Linked DNA regions of Mus musculus: all the other regions are linked to region 2. The links are chromatin contacts, called in public Hi-C maps. All regions are on one chromosome and are shown on one strand. Each heading gives the region's core, a stretch centred on a gene start, on an enhancer-like site or on the middle of the called end of the contact. The rest is flanking DNA. Distances are from core to core; before and after follow the strand shown. Region 1 overlaps Enox1 (ecto-NOX disulfide-thiol exchanger 1). Region 2 holds the start of Enox1 (ecto-NOX disulfide-thiol exchanger 1). Region 3 overlaps Enox1 (ecto-NOX disulfide-thiol exchanger 1).

What was found. A called contact is a pair of places that touch in the nucleus more often than the background predicts.
Region 1: a Hi-C map of cerebral cortex shows a contact between it and region 2, with 2.9 times the contacts expected there. The contact joins the enhancer-like site here to the promoter of Enox1 in region 2. A contact is called at or near these places in 12 of 39 promoter capture datasets (the 3T3-L1 cell line, 3T3-L1-derived adipocytes, the HPC-7 cell line and 7 more), 1 of 15 datasets of contacts at CTCF or cohesin (the NIH/3T3 cell line), 7 of 484 Hi-C or Micro-C datasets (the N1E-115 cell line, cerebellum, cerebral cortex and 2 more), 16 of 115 datasets of contacts at active chromatin or transcription factors (astrocytes, bone marrow-derived macrophages, craniofacial prominence and 10 more) and 1 of 9 other capture datasets (embryonic stem cells).
Region 3: a contact with region 2 is called in a Hi-C map of the N1E-115 cell line, with 3 times the contacts expected there. The contact joins the enhancer-like site here to the promoter of Enox1 in region 2. A contact is called at or near these places in 7 of 39 promoter capture datasets (the 3T3-L1 cell line, the HPC-7 cell line, HPC-7-derived erythroid cells and 3 more), 2 of 484 Hi-C or Micro-C datasets (the N1E-115 cell line and nephron progenitors), 3 of 115 datasets of contacts at active chromatin or transcription factors (embryonic forebrain and embryonic stem cells) and 2 of 9 other capture datasets (adipose tissue and pancreatic islet).

Annotation. Positions count from the first base shown.
Region 1 is chr14:77,407,122-77,411,070 of GRCm38.p6, reverse strand. All of the region lies in intron 4 of Enox1 (ecto-NOX disulfide-thiol exchanger 1), which reads right to left. Among named protein-coding and RNA genes, the nearest start is that of Gm41217, 38 kb to the right of the region's middle. Within about 2 kb of position 1,365, at least 11 of the 459 cell types and tissues checked have an H3K27ac peak or open chromatin away from gene starts, as enhancers often do. A contact at or near this core is called in cerebral cortex and hippocampal neurons, where this site is marked.
Region 2 is chr14:77,155,202-77,159,041 of GRCm38.p6, reverse strand. It overlaps Enox1 (ecto-NOX disulfide-thiol exchanger 1), which reads right to left and starts at 2,279. Exons shown (of 19, transcript NM_172813.3): 1 at 2,000-2,279.
Region 3 is chr14:77,308,204-77,312,195 of GRCm38.p6, reverse strand. It overlaps Enox1 (ecto-NOX disulfide-thiol exchanger 1), which reads right to left. Exons shown (of 19, transcript NM_172813.3): 3 at 68-137. Among named protein-coding and RNA genes, the nearest start is that of Gm41217, 61 kb to the left of the region's middle. Within about 2 kb of position 2,740, at least 8 of the 459 cell types and tissues checked have an H3K27ac peak or open chromatin away from gene starts, as enhancers often do. A contact at or near this core is called in the N1E-115 cell line, where this site is marked.

The DNA.
Region 1 (3,949 bases), core at 116-2,615, 250 kb before region 2:
GGGTTTTCTCATTTCAAGGAAGAGCAGTAGCTTGCCCTAGGCCATGATGACAGAGTGAGACCCAACCCTGACTCAGGCACTTGCACCCTTGTTAGGAGTACACTAAGAGTCAAACATGTGGCTGTGGTGAACAAAGGCACAGGAGAGACTCCGGAGGGATTGCAGCATCTACAGGGGCTGCTGCATCCCATGGCCTCCTCCACTGTACCACCAAGCAGCAAGAACTGCAGAGGGAGCACCTCTGCCCTTTAGACAAGTCAGGGTCCTTGTCCCTGGGTCTAAAGAAGCCAAGGTATCAATGAGTAAGAATGGCAGCTATTAACAGACCTTTCTATCTTCCAGATGCTAAGTTCTCACATCAAATACTTTGCTGTAGGGCAAGACAGCTCTCTAGATGTGAGTATCTGGAGTCACCCTGGGCTGGCAGATGGAGTGACAAGGACCTCCGTCAGAAGATTTACCCACTCATCCTCTCATCCTCTCACCCACCCACTGTGCGGACACCATCGGGCTGATTCAGATATGAGTGGATTTCCGTTCTCAAAGCATCACTCCAAACCCCACTCCTACGTATGGTCAAATGTGAAGTATGCTTGGCCAATAATAGCCTTAGTCCAATAATAGTCCAGAGGAAGAGGACCCAGCCGCTCAGGAACTAGGATCCTTCCCGTGCTGCTTCGTGCCTACCACCCCGCCCATGTAAAGACCTGGGTGGTGATGCTTCAGTGTTCCTCAAACTTAGCTGAAGGGAGGAAGGGCAAGTAGGAGGGGAGCTCACAGAAATACGTATAGTAGTGATGTTTAGACACTTTATTGGGAACACAAATTTCATTTTCATAGAGATGGATACTAGAGGTCACAGCCACGGTTTCCAAAAGGGGCCAGAAGAGCATCCTTGGATCCACAATCCTACTGTGTCAAAATGCAAAAGGAACTTGGCTCTTGCCTAGCATGAGATACTCCTTGTTTCTAGAAATAGGCCCTTCCCCGTAAGAGACCAATTAAGTTTTCTTTTTAGGTACAATGGTGACAGACACAAATCAATAGAATAATTTTAGAGCAGAGAAATGACCACTATACAAAGTGCTTGCGGGGCACTTCAAGTCCAGGTTCTCGCTCATCCCTTGTGCTCTTGTGCAGGGGACAATGCGAGCCAGAGAGAAGCAAGCAGGACTGTCAGTGGTGCTGGAGCTCCATCCCAGATTGGAGAGCAAGCACTCATCAGGGCTGGGTCTTCCTGGTCCCATCGGCAGGGGCAGGAGGGGCTTGCATTCTCTTTTCCATGTGACAAGTGACTGTCCTCATCTCCTGGAGGACAGCTGGTACAGCCTACACGCAGAGGGACTCCTTCTGCTTTGTTGAACTTGCTGTTTCCTGAGCTCTACAGAGCCACATCTCCTCGTTCAGTCTGAATGCAAAAGCAAGTCTGAGTGTAAAGACTGAATGGGAGATAACCACGTTCCTACACTCAAGTTTTCACAGCATAATGCCTTGCTTTAAGGCCAAGTCCAGAGGTCCCTGGAATACAAATGCTGTCTTCCACACCTGGCTCGGGCCTCAGCAGAGAGGAGGCCTTAATACATGAGGGGAGACGTAAAAACCACAAGGCAGGGGAAGGAAGCTGCTCTGAGGTTTAAAGCTGACAGGGCATTTGAGTATTCAAAAAGATATCCTTGGATGTGTACAGCATCATGAATCTAATGGAGTCCCAAGTCCATGATCACGCATTTATGGACCAGATCACAGGAGCAGCACTCTGACAGGCAGGTGGCCTTTCCTCTCCAGAGGCCAGCATCTGATACTCAGAGGCGAGCACTTCTCAGTCATATCTATTCCCTGAAACATGAGGCAGAACTATGCCTCATGATGGGAAAAAAAACGAGTCCATATTAAATATATTCAGATAATTCAATAATTTTACTACTAAACCACAGAAATCTAGATTACTAGGGAATAGCAATTGCCTTAAATAAAATACTACTTTGGGTAAGCCAGGAGTGGCTTAATGAGCTTTTTGTGTACTGGGTTTAATAAAAAAAATTGTATTAGTCATTTCATACAAATATGGCAGAGCTGATGAATTACTCCTAATGAGGGAAAATCACCTCTAATCCATTTTAATGATCTTCGTATTTCAAAATATAAAAATTTATCCTTAAGCACACAAAATCATAGATGATGATGCATACTCTGAGAAATGAAGGGATTCGCCAAAGTTACAAAGCAAATTAATGAAGGAGCTACCGTTGGCGCCTTGGTCTCGCATCTCTGTGTGTGTACACTTTCCACCACACCACTCTAGAGCTCCTTTAGCAACCAGGGAGAGGCTGGGAAAGTACAGAGAACAGGCTCTCACTGTCTGCACCACGGTATCTACTGCACCGAGACTGGACTTTAAAGAATATATACACGACTACATACCACCACCAGAGCCTGGTGAAAATGTAACGCTCAAGTTTAGAAGGGCAGAAGCTCAGAGTAAATGGAGATTATTTATAAAGCACTACTTTTCTGTTACACCTCAATATGCAGAGTCATGGTTTGGTAGGCCTTTGGGGAACAGTGTTTTGGGGGCAAGAACATAGAATTTGTGTCTTAGCCATGATGTAGTAACCATGGCTCAGTGGATCAGTCATGACAATCTCTAAGTCTTTTATTTTAAATCCATAAAGTCCAGCAAAAATTGCTGATATTCTTCCACCCCATCCACTAAAAGGCTTATCCCAGCACAAAAACCTTGAGTTTGGTTTTTCTCAAAGTGTGACCACAGGACTACTGGTGTCAGAACCATCTACGGTGGTCATGAGCCCCAGCCACACCCCAAAGGGGTTCCCTGGAACTAATCTGTTTCTAAGTGATCTATGTTCAATAAGTATAAAAGTGGACCACAGAGGAGGAAGAGGAGATCCAAGGACTGCGGAGGCGGGGGTGGGGTGGTGGTGCGGGTGGACGAATGTGAACATCTAAGGAAATTAGTGTTCTAGTCACTTAACTGTTTTCTCATGTGATAAACAAGGGTGTGTGAGTGTCTTTCCAGTCTCATTCAGTAGCCAAACTCTGTTCTAGCAACCACTTTAAGGAAGAAAAGCTTCAAAGGAAGGAGTAGTGTCTTCTGACAGATGCAGAGGTGCACTGGACACAGTATTGGGGAGACCTGTCCTGTCTCCTCTCCCCTCCACCCTCCACATAGCCTTGGAGGCCCCTATACTAGAAAATAAAAGAGCCAGCTGATGGCGGAGGTGTTGCTCTGGCCTTGGAGAATGCAATTCTAACACTTTAGAGTCAACACTAAGGTGTAGGCAGCCACACACCAGATCCCTCCAGACCAGTGATTCATACATCACACAGCCCAGCTCACCGCCAGCATACAAAGGAAGGAAGAAGACGACACTACTTGTAATGTCTTACATGTGTTCTAGCCTTCAAATCGCTAAACAGGTATCTCTACCCCTGAAATATGTTCCCCAAGATATCTGAGAGGACTCACCCCTTGCATTAATGTTCCTTCTTAGATGTGACTCACCCACAGAGGGCCACCTTCTTCAACAGCGCTTCCATCCCTGTCTTTAGCCTGCTCATTTCTTTTATTCATTGCATCGTAACCTGAAGTTCAATTGCACACCTACTGGCTGTTTGTTTCTCTTTGTGGTTTTGCCCCCATCAGTTCCCTAGCAGCATTACAGCAGCATCTTTCAATCTAACATCCCCAGTGTCCATAGCAACACACGCCACTAGGAGCTGTTCAATAAATGCTATAAATAAAGGAAATCCAAAAAGTTGTCCGGTTAAAGCATTCAAGCCAACAGCCACACCTTCACATTTAAGGCCAATGCTGTGTGTATACACACATGTGTATCTTTATTTCTTTTTTATTCCGGTAAAATGCATGGAACATAAATGTTACCACATTCATCATTCTTAGACAGATGTTAAAGGCAACAGTCTACAA
Region 2 (3,840 bases), core at 1,030-3,529:
CTTTAAAATTTATTCATCTTAAAAAGAATTGAATTGCACTCCCTGGAATAGCCTCACGTGACTCTCCACTTTGTTTGGATATGGGTCCCTGGGTAGTTACAGCCATGCTATGTTCCTTTTGCACATTCCACCAGCTTACAAATAAAATAACACACAGTGTGCTCAATATAAAGTTGTCAACATTATCCTGCATCCCTTGCCACTTGCTTTGCATTGACAAGGTTACAAAGATAAGAATGACAATATCCTTAAAGTGTTCAGACATGACATCAAAACAGTCTGAAGGAATTAAAGCTCGAGAATGCCGGCGGCAATCAGGCTTAGAAATGAAGGGAAATAAAAGTAATTTGTACGTATTTCTGGAATGGCACTACACAATGTCAGGACAGTCTCTAGACTTCACACAGTGCCCATCCGTCTTGTCTCACCATATTTCAGAAGCACTTTAACTAATGCTTCCCTCTAGAGGGATGAAATTCATTACCATTTGCAAATCTGCATATCACAAGAAAGCGGAATAATCAATATCCATTATGTGCACGGACATTATTACTATAAGTCTCCTATCAAGAGTGCAACGCTAGCAAAACAAAAGCAAAGTGTGTTAATCACAACCTAAGTACTAGACAAAATTACTACTTTTCCAGAGAGCAGTCTTCAGCAGACCGCAGCTGCCTCCCACTAGAGCTCCCAGGGACTTCTTCACATCGCCACCTACAAAAGACCCACCACCTCCTTCCTTGGGTTCGTAAGCACCAGGGTCTCTGCCAACAATCCATTTCCCTTCTCCTTTCTTCACCTTCTTCAGATCCCTTAATGACCCTTCACTACTTCCTCCAAAGGACCAAACTCAAACATGCAGCCCAGTTTGCCATGAATCTCCTCTCGTGCATTCGTTTCCTGCATTCTCCTAAAGCTACTTTTAAAAACCACTACCACTGAACAAACATAATCTCAACAAAATTTAAATTTTTTAAAATGTTATAACAGTGGAAGACTGCGGAAGGGGGAGTAAAGCACAATGTGCAATTTGAAGGAATGATACTAGCCGGATTACATACACTGGGATGTGTATGCCATAGAGCTGGGTTTCCCCACCTGTCGACCCCACTTCCCCCATGTGCTCGCTGCGGGATGACAACCACAACACTCCAGAACCACCCCCTCCAAGGAGGCGGGGTTATGAGATCAACCAATCAGAGCCCGCGATCCCGGGTGTCCAACCTATGGGGTGGCCGTGGCCATGCAGGGGTAGGACATAGGGTGGTCCGGGAGGGGCCGCGTCCGTGGGAGGAGTGCACGTGTCCAGAGAGGCGGGGAACCCGCGGGCGTCCAGCTGCCGAGGCGCCGGCCGGGTGTCCAAGTCCGGCTGCCCAGTGCGGTCTTGGACTGGGAAAGGCAGGCGATCGCCCGCAGAGGAAGACCTGTCCTTGTGTCCAGTTCCCAGCGAGAAGGAAAGACACAAATAACAACAATAGTACCTCGCGCAGATCGGGCAGAGAGGAAAGTTTCTGGCCCGCGCCAGAGTAGAGAACGCCAAGGCAGGGAGATGCTATGCAAGACAGGAGGAGGACACTATGGGAAGAACGGAACAACCGGAGGGCTGCGCGGGCAGGACAGGGTCCCGGGTGCGGTCCCCGGGAGGCGAGCGGCGGGGTGCGCTGTCCAAGGTGCAGGGGAGGCGGTTGGTGCGTGGTAGGCGCGGAGCCCGAGCGGACTCTAGCCGGCCAGCGATAAAAAAGAGCGGAGTACATCTGTGTGGGGCGCTGAGCACCCCCGGCTCATAAAAGTGCGGGAGCCCGAGGAGCGTCGGGGAAGGGCGCAGGGGGCTCCCCCACACCGCTGCCTTCCAGCCTCACCTCCAGCTCCGCTCCCCTCCCCCCTCGCCCACTCCCCTCGGTGCCTTGTTCCCCGGCCACGACGGGGGCGGGACCGGGAACCCCCCATGGGCGGCGAGTCCCTACGCCCCGGGGATGCTGCGGGCCGCGGAGCCGCTTACCTGGGGCCGCGGTGCGGGGATTCGAGGCAAGCGAGCGCCGGGCGCGGCGCGGCTCCTCCTTGCCTCGGCGTCTCCTCCCGATCGCGCTTCTGCCGGACTCTGTCCAGGGCGCCGAGCAGCCAGACCCGGCTAGACTGCAGCCTCCGCTCGCGCCGCCGCTGCTGCCGCAGACAGAGGACGCCCCGTGGCGGCTGGAAGCCTGTGTGAGTAGCAGCGCCCGGGAGAGTGGGATCTGCTCAGGGGCGCTGGAGACTCCGCGGCTCGGGGCGCGCGGGCGTGCGCACGCGCGCCTGAGAGTGTGAGTGAGTGTGCGCGCGCGCGCCCAGGAGTGGGGGGAGTCGCGAGGGGCGGGGGAGCGAAGCGGAGAGATGCTCGTAGGGACCGAGGCAAAATTCGTCGCCCCCGGAAATCCGTAAAGCGGTGAAAGGATGGGCGGCCTGTCTGGCCCGAAGAAGCGACTGGCCCGGCGGAGAAACCAGATGAGAGGCGGCGTGGCGCGCTCGAGCTCCGGATCCCGGCCGATCTGGAGCCGGAGGAGCGCTCTGCCACTGATGCTGCACAAGTGGTGCCCACGGCCGAGGATCGCGCTATTCCCTCGGGGGAGGAGCTGAGGCGACTCGCTCGTGCCACTGCTGCCAGTTTGAATTTCTAGGCTGGACGTTCAGGGACTGGTCTTGGTACCCCATGGTTGCCATGGCGACCTTGAAGGCGCCAGGCAGGCGACCGGGGTGCGGGGGGGAACTCGGTGCGTGCAGTGGACTCCAGGATGCTGAGATGCACTGCTCAACCCGGCGCTGTCTAAGGTTGAGCCTGGGCACAGAGGTTTTACCCAGGGTATTAGGATGCCTCAGTGGTGGTTGGGATCGCTCCAGATGAAAATGTTACCTTTTTGTTCTCCTTGGAAGCCACTTTCCCTCAAAGTTAGCCACCTCCATATAGAAGTATTGGCCCTCTCTTTGTTAGGATTCTGCCAACTGTCCCGATACACAAGTAACTCAAAGCAAGCTGAGAACACCTTCATCACCGAGCGCTCTAACACCTTAGAGATTATGACTAAATCCCACTTATCTGTCCTATTCCTGAAAGGTACATCGAGCTGTTGGTATAGTTTTCCATGCTTACTTTAAATAAGCAGACTTTATTCACCCAAGAATTCCTTCCAGGAGTGTAAGGTCCGTGTTGCAGTTGTCATGCTCTTCTTGGCAGGAATCCTCAAGAGCGGGTTAGGGTTTGCACTTTTGCCTGCCCTCCAAGACTTGCACAGCGCCCCTGTACACTGTGTGTTCTCTATAAATGTTGAATGAATGACATTGTTTTCTAGCTTCACATATCCTGAAGGCAGAAACTCAGATGGTGGGAATGTCATTACCATCCCACTAGGCTTGCTTGATTTAAACGTATGCCAGTTCCCTGTGTGAAAGACTATTTTTCCCCTCGGGCTGCCAGGCCCCAGTGCAAAGAAGGAACATAGGAGAAGACTGACCCATTGTGCAAATTTACCAAAAGATTCACGAAAAGAGCACTCAGAAAGGAACTTGGTGGTATAATCTGCCTGAGCAAAGGATAAAGATCCTGGGGACACCTAACCTTCTCAAAAAAGGTCCAAGTCACCGAGTTGCAGATACTTGGCAGTTTCTACACTCCCTTCTACAGAAAAGGATAGGAAAGGAGGTGTTAAATCTGTCTGCCTCTAGATGCTGGTCAGAAGCAAGCTTTTCTCTTGTCAGGAACACTAGGCACTAAACACTGGCCCATACGTTACAAGGTCACTGGGGCTTGCTAATTCTGCTGCTGCTTCAGGGTGGCTTCCTCCAATCTCAGTATTTCCAGTCATCTTCTTA
Region 3 (3,992 bases), core at 1,491-3,990, 150 kb before region 2:
AAACAAACAAAAAACAAGAAAAGCCAGAATCCAAGACTAGAAAACTCCCCGGCGTTCAATTACTTACTCACATGGGGTCTGTTCTTCCTTCCACCCCCAATCACCAAACAAGGTCATCAACTTCTGGGACTCACAGTCTATGAAGAGAGGAAAATGAAAGTTAGCGGACAGAAGACAGACTAGAGATTCTGAGCATTTCTAATGAGCATGGGCCACAGGAGCTGGTGACAGTCATTGTCAATTCAGCTCTGCCAGCCTTGTAACCAAGTAAATTCCTCTAGGAACACCACAAAGGCTTCCCAGTCTTCTTCACGTATAATGCGGTGTCTATCTTTTCCTGTGTCAGCACTGGTGTGTAAGTGGAAAGTTAGGAGAGGCTGAGCCAGAGCCAGAGAGCCAGAAGACGGTGTAAACATGTTCTGTTGTCATTGGAAGTCAAGTCCAAGACACTACACAAATGGGTTGTAAACACGAAAGGTGTGTGCGTGTGCACACAGCCCTACAGCACCTCTTTGCACCGCAGTGTGCACACTTGTTGCTTGCCAATCAAGCGTGGCAGCTCTTGGGGTGGGGTGGGGGAGGGGGTATTAATTCTCCCATGGGTGGGGCTTCTGTGCAGGGAACAGGGACACATTTCTATGGCAGCTGTTTTCAATGCCAGATGCAAAGGAAGACAGGCAAAGGGAGGAAAGCAGTACAGGATGTGGAGTAGAATCTGCGTGGAAACACATGTAAATAGTAAGTAACAAATGCGGGATTAATACCTGGGAAGTGGAACAAATGAACAGGGTCCAAGAAGAGGGGAACCGTGCAAATAACCAGTGGGGGAAAGAGGCTTCACTGGGAAGGACACGCAGCTCCGTTTTGTTCAGACTGATTTAGCAGCAACAGAAAACAGCAAGGAAACATGAAAGCCACGGTAATTTATCACAGTTATCATTTCCCCTGATAAGTATTTCTTTGTTTAAACAAGTGCCCATTATAGGAAACAAGACCACAATTGTAACAACAAACCCGGCTTCTTCCCAGGCTCCCTGCAAAAGAAACTGGGGGATGGGGATAGGGGGTTGTCAAAAGAACAAATAATGACATTTGTGCTCTTTTGAAAAAGATACATCGACAGTATGGTATTTTCCATTTTTTACTTTAAATATGGAAATATATATTCAGTTACTATATTTCTGCAATGTCCACATATAAGAAGTAAGAAAAAATGCTTAGAATTTTCAGTATCAGTAAAATATGTTGTATGTCAGGATTCTGGTGAACTTTGCCAGCTGCTTTTTGGTTGACACAACCAAAAATGGTAGGTGTGTGGGCGCAGGGGCAGGGGCAAATTGCTTTGCCTTGGAGCTGCCTTGGACCGTGCATATGCATACACACACTTGTGTGTGTCTCAACAGTAGCCAATAAAATCCTCACTCTGACGTCAATCCTAGGGACAGAAAGCAAGAGTTCCAAGAGCCAGAACACCTGAAGCTCCACCTGAAGAAGCCAACCAGTAAAGTCTTGGAAGTCATCTGGCCATGGATGGGCAGAGGGGCCCTGTCACAGGCCTGGACTTCTGGGTTAGCCCAGAGCCAGACCAGCAGGTTTCGGCGTCATCATTTAAGCATCCATGACTTCAGTTTTCCCATCACAACACTCTATGGCTTCTCTGAAACACTGGCTGACGATACCTTACACCTAGTGCTTCGGACCAGACTTGCTTTATGTTTGTTTTTCTCAGACTTAGGGAAACTGTGTGTGTATTTGTGTGTATGTGTGTGTACATATAAACATATATCCATATATAAATATACACAGATGAATAGATAAAGAGACTGAGAAACACACACATACAAATACACACACACACTTACCTTGTTTATAAATCCTGGATATTATTAAATATATGTTATATATTTTAACTAATACACCTGTCTTTGCCTAGAACTTATCACATTAGATTAAGGCTGAAATTCTCTACTTGGGGCATGATGTCAGCGTGAATTTGCTTGAATTTTTTGATTGATTGGAGGTAATCAGTCTATATCCTCTCTCTCTTTTCTGGAATTAAAATGTAATTACATCATTTCCTTGATCTCTCACGAATTCATGGCTCGGCTTCTTTAGCTGTCGTTACATATATATGAATATTTATTCCTAAATAAATAAAGCTGCTCAGTTCATATAACATTATTGTATGTATATGATTTCAGGGTTGACCACTTGGTATTGGATAACCAATCTGGAGATTCATCCCTGAGAAAAAAACTACTTCAATAAAAATTATCCTATATTTCATACTTGAGTTATTTAACAAACGTGAAGGGAATTATTCACATCCAAAAGAGATGTTCAAAATTTCCAGCTTGCTCTGCAAGAGTCCTTTGTAAAGCAGACTGGCCAACAGCAAACCAAAGCCTCGGGGGCAGATTGCCAAGCTGACAAGTCTGGAAGGAGCTCAGGGGAGGGGAGAGACCATCACTGGAGAAAAGCAGAGACATTGCCTTCAATCATTAGGGGAAAACTGCTGCTTGGGAAATAGGCAGCAAAAGAGAAAGAAAGAGCAAGCAGGCGTGTCAGGGATGCCAAGCAGAGGATGGGACAGTGAGTGATGGCTTGGACCAAGAATTCTGCCACCTTCCAACCTGAGAATTTGACCTGTCTCGTACATTGGACCAAGTGGAAGAGAGCCAATGACCACAAGGACCATATTGTATGCAGTTAGCTGTCGCCCTTCTAATGGTGCTGCTTAGGAAAGCCCAGTGAACACAGACAGTCCAGGTTCCTCATTCCTCACGGAATTCGAGCAATCATAACACACAGGCCTTACAAAGTTTATCCACAGTCAACTGCCCTCAGGACCAATTCTTTTCATTTATCTACTAATTCTATGAACTCTGAGTGAAATTATCTCACCTGTGATTAGAAATGAGCAAAGTAGGGTGAATCTTGCATATTTTGTCAGACTTGTCAACTAAGGATTAAAGACAAGAGGTATTGTGCGCAGACAATAATAAAAGAGCATTGGACAGCCAGAAACTATGGCTCTTAGAGAAGGAGACGTCAATGTCACATTCAGGTGCCTCTGCACCCAGGACTCAGGACCCAGTAGGAACGACTCTGTGGAACCTTGTATTGTCATATGTGGGTATGCATCTGTGTAAGGCTGAGGTATGGTAATGGCTGTTTTACCTTGTATTCTCAGCTGTGGGAATGGCTCTGTGTAAGGCTGTGTCACAGGTATGGTAATGGCTGTTTTACCTTGTATTCTCAGCTGTGGGAATGGCTCTGTGTAAGGCTGTAGTCTCGGCTATGGGAAGAGCTGTTTTACACTGTATTCTCAGATGTGGGAATGGCTCTGTGTAAGGCTGTACTCTCAGGTACTGACAGAACAGTAGGTGAGATTAGGACATGGACAGGTTGAGTCCCTCTGACTTTGGTGGGAAGCTACCAGGAGTTTTAGGACTGGCAGCATAGTAAATGCTTATAGGTTGTCTCTACATTATCTTAAGAGATTTTCAGATTGTTCCCTCTAGCCCACATGGTGACTCTAGCCATGTGCTATTAATCCAACCCAGTACCAGTGCATGCTGGAGAAGAGGTTTACCACTAAACTACATCCCTGGCCTTCATATTGCTTTCTCATTTCCTGTTTTTCCTACTCTTAGTCCCAGTTGTCCTCCAAATCTAGGGTAAAATAAATGTCCAATGTTCCCTTCATAAATGATCTGAGAATGACAGGACATTTCAATCACCTTTGTTCTCATAGATTTTGCAGGATTGAGAAAATAGGTTTAGCTTGAAATCCGAGCTTAGAAAAAAAAACGTTTTGGAGACTTGATAAGGGAGGAGACTATACCTATGCACACCTATACAACCACACACACCTACACACAGTGACACACACTATGGTGGTTTAAATAGGGATTGCCCCATAGATTCATGTGTTTGAATGCTTGGCCTTAGGGAGTGTCACTGGTAGAAGGTGTAGCCTTATTGGTGGC